3 separate regions of the Mus musculus genome follow, and regions 1 and 3 are each linked to region 2. Evidence: chromatin contacts called from public Hi-C and promoter capture Hi-C data. All regions are on one chromosome and are shown on one strand. Each heading gives the region's core, a stretch centred on a gene start, on an enhancer-like site or on the middle of the called end of the contact. The rest is flanking DNA. Distances are from core to core; before and after follow the strand shown. Region 1 holds the start of Rragc (Ras-related GTP binding C). Region 2 holds the start of Slc2a1 (solute carrier family 2 (facilitated glucose transporter), member 1). Region 3 holds the start of Cap1 (CAP, adenylate cyclase-associated protein 1 (yeast)).

The links. Promoter capture Hi-C pulls out the DNA fragments that hold promoters and counts their contacts. A called contact is a pair of places that touch in the nucleus more often than the background predicts.
Region 1: a Hi-C map of CD4 T cells shows a contact between it and region 2, with 4 times the contacts expected there. The contact joins the promoter of Rragc here to the promoter of Slc2a1 in region 2.
Region 3: a promoter capture Hi-C map of cranial neural crest shows a contact between it and region 2. The contact joins the promoter of Cap1 here to the promoter of Slc2a1 in region 2.

The regions. Positions count from the first base shown.
Region 1 is chr4:123,916,077-123,919,081 of GRCm38.p6, forward strand. It overlaps Rragc (Ras-related GTP binding C), which reads left to right and starts at 1,357. Exons shown (of 7, transcript NM_017475.2): 1 at 1,357-1,691. The coding sequence starts at 1,458. It also overlaps D130007C19Rik.
Region 2 is chr4:119,107,322-119,110,311 of GRCm38.p6, forward strand. Slc2a1 (solute carrier family 2 (facilitated glucose transporter), member 1) reads left to right here and starts at 1,424. Exons shown (of 10, transcript NM_011400.3): 1 at 1,424-1,651. The coding sequence starts at 1,634. It overlaps Gm52706 (a long non-coding RNA gene), which reads right to left and starts at 1,428. Exons shown (of 2, transcript XR_003955269.1): 1 at 456-1,428.
Region 3 is chr4:122,884,693-122,887,614 of GRCm38.p6, forward strand. Cap1 (CAP, adenylate cyclase-associated protein 1 (yeast)) reads right to left here and starts at 1,384. Exons shown (of 13, transcript NM_001358035.1): 1 at 1,122-1,384.

The DNA.
Region 1 (3,005 bases), core at 107-2,606, 4.8 Mb after region 2:
TTGTACTGGTTATTATAATTAATGCAGAGATAATATAAAGTACATGGAGTGTGCATAGGTTCACATGTAAATAGCCTATACTAGGAATCTGACCGTCTTCCAGTCGGTTAATCGGATTAAGGGTGTCCTGAAAGCATTCTCCCATTGATACTGAGAGACACACGCATATTTAAGTGCATTCTGCCTGTCTATTAGGTACTGTGGAGTTGATATTTTTTAGGTGAGGTTGTGACGGCCTACTAGAGCTTACTTTTCTCTCTACAGTCAGATCAGTCTGTCTGAGTAGGAGATGAGACTATGTGGTAGAATTTTCCCTAGCATGCGCAAAAGACCCCGAATTTCATCCTTAGCCCTGCAAACAACAGTCACTTTGTAAAACCAGAAGCCCTATCCCTACCCCAACTCCTTTTGAGTGTACACGGCTGTATTTTAAGGGTTGTCAAATTTCCACTTCTGGGAGTCCGAGACATTTACAACTTTCTGAAACATACTTTGGCAGTAATCATTTGCCTTCATTAGCCCTAATTCCTCTAGTCTCTAATCACAAAGAAGTCAAGTACTCAGTTGCTGGATGGGTTACTGGAGGGGCACTAGGTGGGCGTGAAGATGGAGTCGGTAGAATATAAGGGCAGCAGTATCCTATCAGCGATCTGCTTACGGAATTAGAAGATGTTTTAGCATGCTCGTATCTGTTTTCCTTATCGGGTTCCAGGTACCAGCATAGGCAAGTTATCACTGAGATTCCTAATTGCCTTTCGCACGTGCCGAATCTATAGGTCTGGACTGGCTCACACACGACCTCCGGTGGACTCACCCAATTCCAGAGCAATTCATCTATCCTCATGGCCTTTTCCCATAAAATCTGTACTGAGTCAACTTACACAGAAGTCCAATCTCTGTTCAGCTTCAAGCAACTTGAGGGCATGGAGGGGCAATTCAGTTTCCAGTGCCTTCCTGGTACCCAGGACCTGACAAGCATCACTAAATACTGGCAGGGCAGCTGCAACAAGGGAGGGGGGCACAAAGAATTCTTACCCAGACGCCTAGAAGCTTCCCTGCGTTGCTCTCGGAGCCCGGAAGAAGGCGGGGAGCGGGGAGCAGCCCAGCGCGCGCATGGAAGGCCGAGGTGCGTTGCGGGCTGTGCCCCCAGGGCGAAGGCCCGGAGGCCGACGAGAGGCGCGGCCAGGCCGAACTCCTCGTGACGCCTCCCCCCCTTCTGCCGCTGCTAGTCAGGTGATTCCGGGCACGTGATAGTACCACTTACCCTGTTGTCCCAGAGTGGCAGCCCGCCCAGCCAATAATAAACCGAAGCTTGGCGGCGGCCCAATCGGAGCTGGGCTTATGGGCGGGCCCTGCGGCGGCTACTGCCGGGGGCGGCGGCAACAGCGGCGGCCTGGGGAGGCGGCGGCCTAACCTGGCCTGGCCTGTCAGGGCGCGGGCGGTGGTGGTCCAGCACCATGTCCCTGCAGTACGGGGCGGAGGAGACGCCCCTGGCCGGCAGTTACGGCGCAGCCGACTCGTTCCCCAAGGACTTCGGCTACGGCGTGGAGGAGGAGGAAGAGGAGGCAGCGGCGGGTGGCGGCGGAGGCGCGGGGGCCGGCGGCGGCTGCGGCCCGGGCGGCGCTGACAGCTCCAAGCCGAGGATCCTGCTTATGGGGCTCCGGCGCAGCGGCAAATCCTCCATCCAGAAGGTGAGCGCCCCGCAGCCGCCGCCTGCCCTTGGTTTTGCCCGGCCCACGGCGCTCAGGTGGCGGGTGCCCAGGAGGCCTGAGAGGGTGGAGGCCTGGCGCTGCGTCCCCGGGCACTGTCCACACCTGCGAGCGCAGAGCCTGGGCGCGGTTCGCCCAGGGTCCCCGACCTGGGCCTCCGAGGGTCGAGGGGGGCCAGGAGGCGACGCTGGCTGGAGGGAGGAGGCAGGTGCCGGTCACCGCCCTAGAACTCCTCCCTTCTGGTCGCTGCCCTTGTGGCGTTGACGAAACCGACCCGTCGTCCCCGGTTCTCACGCGGAGAACTTGGTGAGCGTGCTGTCCCGCCGCATCTCACTTAGGTGACAGGAGTTTTCAGGGATCTCCTCCCAGCCTCTGGACCGTAGCGGCGCCTGAAAGTGTTGTGGCGAAGACACTGGGCATCTCAGTGTTTGTTGTCAGTCTGTTGGAGACTTCTGTAAAAACATTTTTTGGGGGGGGGGGCGGGGGGGGGGACTCTATCGCTACACCTACTTTATTTAGAACTTGTAGCCCTGTGGTTGCAGTTACAGGTGACAGTCCCCAGTAGCTGGTCACAGCGATCTTTGGAGACGGTTTTGCAGGCGGACAGACATCAGTGCATTTGTTTTCACTTGGGTCCGTCGTGAACGAATAGAATGAATGCCTAAGGCTTTGTATTTTTAGGGAAATAGAGGCAGGGTTGATTTCTTTCAATCAGCCATTCCCATTACAAACAGAGCGAACTTCTGGTAAAACTACGGTCACAGACAACCATGCTTTCCCCATTTCCACTCTGACACAAAGGTCTGTCCAAACAGAAATCTCTGGTATTTTGTAGGGGTGGTGTTTTTAAAAAGCAACATCGCTGCCTACCCCCACATCTTCCGCCCCTGCACTTGCTGGACAACTGTTTTATTTTCTCACGTCTGTGTCAAAGTTAGACCTTTGGGGGGAGTGCTTATGCTAAGTAACTACCACTTGAAACCTATGAGAACTTTTTCTCTCTTCCAAGTTAACACTGAGAGACAAATTTGCTGTATGTTAGGGTTGTATCAGGCAAGCCTTAAAGCTACATCTCCAGCCCTGCTGTGGTTTTTTTGTTTTCTTCCTGTATAGCAGGCTGGCCAAGAACTGACTATGTAGCCAAGGGTGACTTTAAGCTCATCCTGAGCTTTCAGGTACGAGCTATCAGGTTGGCTTGGCTTGGTGCAGGTGCTGGAAGCCAGGGTATTATGCATGATAGGCAGGCTCTGGGACCACACTGAGCTACACCTTTGGCTCCCTGCTGTGATGATTGGC
Region 2 (2,990 bases), core at 174-2,673:
CACACACACACACACACTTCTCTCTGGAGACTTACCCTGTATTCATCCTTGATATGGTTTACACTGCCCCTCTCCCTGTCCCTCCAGCTTGGGGACTCCCTGAAGCTAGCAACAGACTCTCATGCTTCTGTCCTAGGGACACTGACTAGCACGGGACCGTCCGTCATAGAGGAGAAAAAAGATGGCTGATTGGTGACTTGTTGGCTGAGATATAGGCATGCAGTTCTATAATGGGGGCGACTGAATTTGTGAACTGGTACCCTAAGAAAGGGCCTGGGAGACCAGGCTTGGGCCTTGTTCCAGCCCTGCATCATATGTATTGAAGGAAAGAAACAGGTCCAGGGTTGGAGAAAGCAAGAGCAGAGGAGGCAGGTCTTGCAGTCAGCAGAAGAAACTCGGGGGGGGGGGGGCAAAGTGGTGATCAGGAGAGAGGAGAAGGGGAACCCCAGACTCACCAGTTCCACATGCTTTACTTTTCAGGGGTCCATGCTCAATTAGGGTGCCCTCCTAGGCCAGCACCTGGCACACAGCTCAGCTTCCTGTCTCTAACAGAAAGTCATTTCTCCCAGATCCCCCCTTCAGGTGAACCTAGATGGGACATGGACTGGAGGGACCACAGAGGCTATTGACTGTCCTACTCACCACTCCAGGAGCTCACCTGTAATTCTCATAGCCCAGGGTTTGATAACAAATCTCATTTTATCCAGGAGAAACCCGCTGCTCATTGGCTGGGAGCTTGCCCAGGACCAGCTAGAGGCGGTTTATAGGTGAGCTGGTTCAATGCCAAGGTGTTCTATGTCCTTAACCATTTAGACACCCAGCCTCTCTGGTCTTCACACTTAGGTGTCACCATAAAGTCAGAAATGGAGGGAGGTGGTGGTTTTACAGCTTAGAGAAGTGGTGGGCATGGTGTCTAGGAGCAAAAGAGGAGCTTGGCCTTGGGCACAGGAACACGGAGCAAGGAGAGAGAATTCAGCTTCGGAGCCAGACCTCCCGTGGTCTCTCTAATGAACTTAATGCCACTTTACACATAACACACGCGGTTGTAAACACCATCCAAATACTAACTCGTTTAATCTTCCTAATAACCCAGGAGGTTGTACTATTATTATGACTAGTCTACCAAAGTTATCCGGCAGCCTAGTGAGGAAGCCAGAGTCCTAGCGCTGGCTTACAGCCCCGCACCAAGCGCTACCATTTTGCTAGTGGCCATTGAGACTCAGAGAGGTGTGCAAACCAGCTCAGAGCCACACAGCGAGCGCCCCCAACGGGTGCCCCGCACACCCTGGGACTGCAGGTTCTAGCATCCAGAGCCAGACTGTGGTCAGTAGCCCTCCGTCCCTCCCCACCTCCCCACAGAACCACGCCTCTCAGAGTCCCGCCCCGGACGTGCTCCCCAGGCCCCGCCCCCTTCGGGCCCACCTACACCCCAGAACCAATGGCGGCGGTCCTATAAAAAGGCAGCTCCGCGCGCTCTCCCCCAAGAGCAGAGGCTTGCTTGTAGAGTGACGATCTGAGCTACGGGGTCTTAAGTGCGTCAGGGCGTGGAGGTCTGGCGGGAGACGCATAGTTACAGCGCGTCCGTTCTCCGTCTCGCAGCCGGCACAGCTAGAGCTTCGAGCGCAGCGCGGCCATGGATCCCAGCAGCAAGGTGAGTAACGGGGCTGGGAGTCCCGGGTAGGGATGTGCTGCCGAGCGCGGGCCGGGGCGCCTGTCCGAGTCCCCGCTTCCTCACGCAGCCGCCGCGCGCTTCACGCGGTCGGGGCGGGGGCCGCGGATCAGGGGCCCAGGCGCCGCACGTCGCGCACGACCTCGGCGGCTCCTCCCGCGCGGGGGAGGGGGCCGGAGCGCGGCGCCCATTGGCTAAAAGAGCCGAGCCCCCGGCCGGGCCCCGGCTAGGAGCGGAGGAGGCGGGACCCGCCCGGAGCCCGCGCCGCGCCCGGAACCCGGGCCATGGGGGTGGCCAGGAGGAGAAGGCACTTCCTCCAGGCCAGGGTCGGGGGCTGACGAGCTCTGAGGACCTCACGATGCGCAGTCCTCCAGGGATGTGGGGCCTTTCCCCGGGGCAAGCTACTGACTGGATAAGATCTCTCTTCACCTGTGATCAGGCTTGCCCTGTATGGGCCGGATTTACGGAACCCCTCCTGGATGTGCGACATTGTTTCTTTCTTGTCCCGCCTTTGCTTTGTGTAGAGTTAGTTCTAGTCCCTTTTAAATTAAAATAAAATTGGATTTTCCCGTCTTAGTATGTAGGAAGGCTCAAGGATGCGCACTTTCACGCCCCCCCCCCTTTACCTGTTTAAAGTTAAGAACAGTGCGAGCATGTGTTAAATCCCTGGCTGCCTTTACTGGGCAGTGGGGGTGTTTTGGTGGAACTCAGGAAAGGAAGCTCCAGTTGACTCCGGATGGTCGTACTGACAGTCTCTGCAGGGCCACAGTGATAGAGATAGAATGTAACTAAGTATAAAGACAAAAAAACAAAACAAAACAAAAACCAACTGAGGCCCGGGAGTCTCTCAGATGCCACTTAAACTCCGAACTTTGGTTTTTCCGCGTAAAACTTTTCTCTCAGACCTAGGTTAATCTCCGTCTTTCAAATTCCTTGGATTTTGCTTTTGTTTCGGAGACATCATCCCCTAGCCCTGTCTGCCCTAGAGTTCATATGTAGACCAGGCTGGCCTCAGACTCACAGAGATCCGCCTGTCTCTGCTTCGCGAAGGCTGTAAGCCCGGGTACCACCACACTCCGCTTGATATTTATTTTTTGAGCTGATAAGATGAATATTCTGAGTAGAGAAGAGGGTAAAAAAAAATCAATGCTCGTTGATCACCTGGCTCATGGCTAAACTGCTTTTTACATGTCGTCCTGTGCTTCCTTACCAGGAACACTAAAGGGAAGTAAGTTTCCTAAAGTCACACAGTTCCTAAGGTCTGGGCTGGTTTCACTAGTGTTTTCTAAATTGTGAGCAGCAGGAAGAGTAAATGCCACCG
Region 3 (2,922 bases), core at 134-2,633, 3.8 Mb after region 2:
AGAAGGGCTAAGTGCCTAAGCTAAAATGTTTTCACACATACTGAGGTCCAATAAATGCTTGGCAGATGATGAACGTGCTGTTCTAACCCTGGATTTTCACTTCAAGGGAAAGCAGTACAAAGAGCTACAGCTGACAGTTCTGATACTAACTAACCTCTATCTAATATATTCTCTCTCTCTCTCTCTCTCTCTCTCTCTCTCTCTCTCACACACACACACACACACACACACACACACACCCTCTTGATCTTTCAAAACGCTTCTGACTCCCTTGCTGCGTCCTTCCACAGCACCCTCACCACATTTGTAACTATTTCTTAACTGTCTTTCACTGCTAACTCGATGGGGGCAATGACTAGACTTTTCAAAGCTGTATTCGATGACATTTTCCATGTTGCCAACACAGAATAAACACAGCGATCCTACGACCACAGGCACTTGGCAACTGTGCCAGACCCAACCTGAATCATCTGACTTCAGATCCAGAAGTGGACAGCACCTCCCATAAAGTTAGCTTGGATTGCGAGTGAACAGTGGCAGTCTAAGAGTAAGGGGAGCTCACTGAACGTAAACGCAGGGCTTACTAGCCTACCTTAAATTTAACAGGCATTCCAAATTTTTAACTTTTTTTTTTTTTTTAGTTCTACTACCAGATAGCCTTTAACCTGCAGCTGCCCAGATCGAAAGTTAGAGAGGTTCCAAGGAAAGGAAGGATCTAGGACTGGAAACCTCTCTCTAAAACCAGATTCTTTTCTTCTCCGAGATCAAGTTACCCATCCGAGTAATGGGAACAAGACCCGGTCAGGAGGAAATTCTAAGGTCTCCCAGGGTCCATTCAGTTGGTTAGGATGCCTTTAGGAATCAGGCCTCCGCGGAGGCTGATAGGCAGAGCTGCGAAATCAAGGAGAAAGTGGCTTCCCCAAGACCTCCTGGTTCAATCTGGTACCCCAGCCCCACCTCAAGAGACCGCACCCAGGAGCCCGGGATGGCCGAAGGGCCCAAACCCCGGCCTTTCAGCAAGACTCCTCAAACGCGCGTAGGCTAGCACAGCCTTTACTAACGGCCAGGACCCGGTGGGCCCCAAAGACCATCCCAATCCTTATCCAACCACCAACCCTCACCTTAAGAGTTCCGCCTCACCTCCGGACTGCGATCAGCCGCTCTCCACTTCCGGCAAGAACCGCCCAGCGGTCTTCGCGCGACCCACTTCCGGGCCCTCACTGGGCGCGGCACCCCCACCGGAAATGAACCACTGGCTGTAACGCTAGCCCGGGGGAGAGGAAGAAGTTTGGCCGCTCCGCTCGTGACTCCGCCCTCATTCCCCGCCACCGGAGAGAGAATCTGGCTTAGGAGCGTTTGGAAAAGGGCTCCGCCTCCAAGGGAGGTGGGGGAGGAAAACTCGGGGAAGGGGCGTGTCCACGGTTGGTCACGCCCCGAGGCCCAGACCAATAAGGAGCTGGAGTTCCTAACCAAGCCCCACCTCCTCAAAGGAAGACAGCTGAGTGGCTGCTTGTTTTGTCAATTTGTGCTCGGAGACTGAGGTCGTTACGTTTTTAGCCTCAGTCCGGAAGAGGTTCAGGGAACAACAGTGGGGCTAGAAGGCTCTGAGACCCAGTGTCTGGTGGTTGGGGGGACCGGGACCAAATTTCGCCCCTGGCTGGGCGTGCAAGCCTTGGTTTCCCTGTCTGTAGTACAGAAAAGCAATGGACTCGGTCGCGGAGGCTAATAGAGTAGGCTTTGAGCGTCTGGGCATGCTCGCCCTCGCTCGATTCCGAGGCTAGGGCTGGGAAGGTGGAGAAAATCTTCCACTCGCGCCCCACTTCCTGTTTGCTCTGTGCGTTTTGTGACCATAGATGGTCAGGTCCGTGGCTGTGCTTAAGCTTCCGCCTCAGGCTTCGGAGTTCTTCCTCCCACCCTGTAGGGTGTGGTCCCTGAAATGAAATGAGCAAAATTAAAGGAGATCTTGTCCCATTCCTTAAAAATCTTGCTTTTGAGGCTTCATCGCCCCAAGCTATGTATGCCCAGCTGGCTGCTAATGAGCCCGTGTGCGATTCAGAGCTGTAACTGCAGCCTGCAGGGCAGTCTTCGCCTCCCTGCTTCTTAGACGGGGGATCGCGTCTTTGTTTCCTCCGGACTTAACACTTTCCAACCGGTCATTATCCTCCCACAAAGATTTATTTCTAGAAAAAAAATTGGCGAGTGCTGTGCTATGGTTCCTACCCCTTCGACTGGATGACTGACAACTCCGCGTTCAAGTTGAATGCAGGTGTTATATGCCAGAGTCAATCATTCAACAAATACAGTTCATGTAATAATAGCTACCATTTACTGTGCGCTGACTACATGCCAGGCTTGTGCTGAGCGCTCAAACCATTTTCATTTAATCCTAATAGCAACTCTCTGCGGTAGGTACCATTACATCCTCGGAGCTTCAAATGAGGAAGCTGAATAACTTGCCAAGGTCACAAAGTAGATGTTGAAACTTTAAACAGAGCACGCATTTGACTGTCTTAGAACCAATGAATTTAATCATCCCCAGTGATAGATAGATCTGGGAACATTTGAGGCATTGGGTGCCTCTGGTTGTAGACGTAAGTTGTTCCATTCCTGACTCCGAGCCCTTTACTAGCGTCCCGACTTTGATCAAGGTGCTTTGGACAATTTACTGGCCTCCCCCAGTTTATGACTCCCAGTTTGTTTAAAACAGAAATGACAACATACCAAATTATGGCACAAAAATCATCCGTTTATAATATGTTCATTTCAGGGGCAGGTGTGGTAATGCTCACCTTTAGTTCCAGCACCCGGGAAGCAGAGGCAGGTTGATTTTGTGAGTTCAAGGCCAGCCTGGTCTACATAATGAGTTCCAGACACAGTGAGACCCTGCCTCAAACAAACAAATACATTTGGGCTGGAAAGATG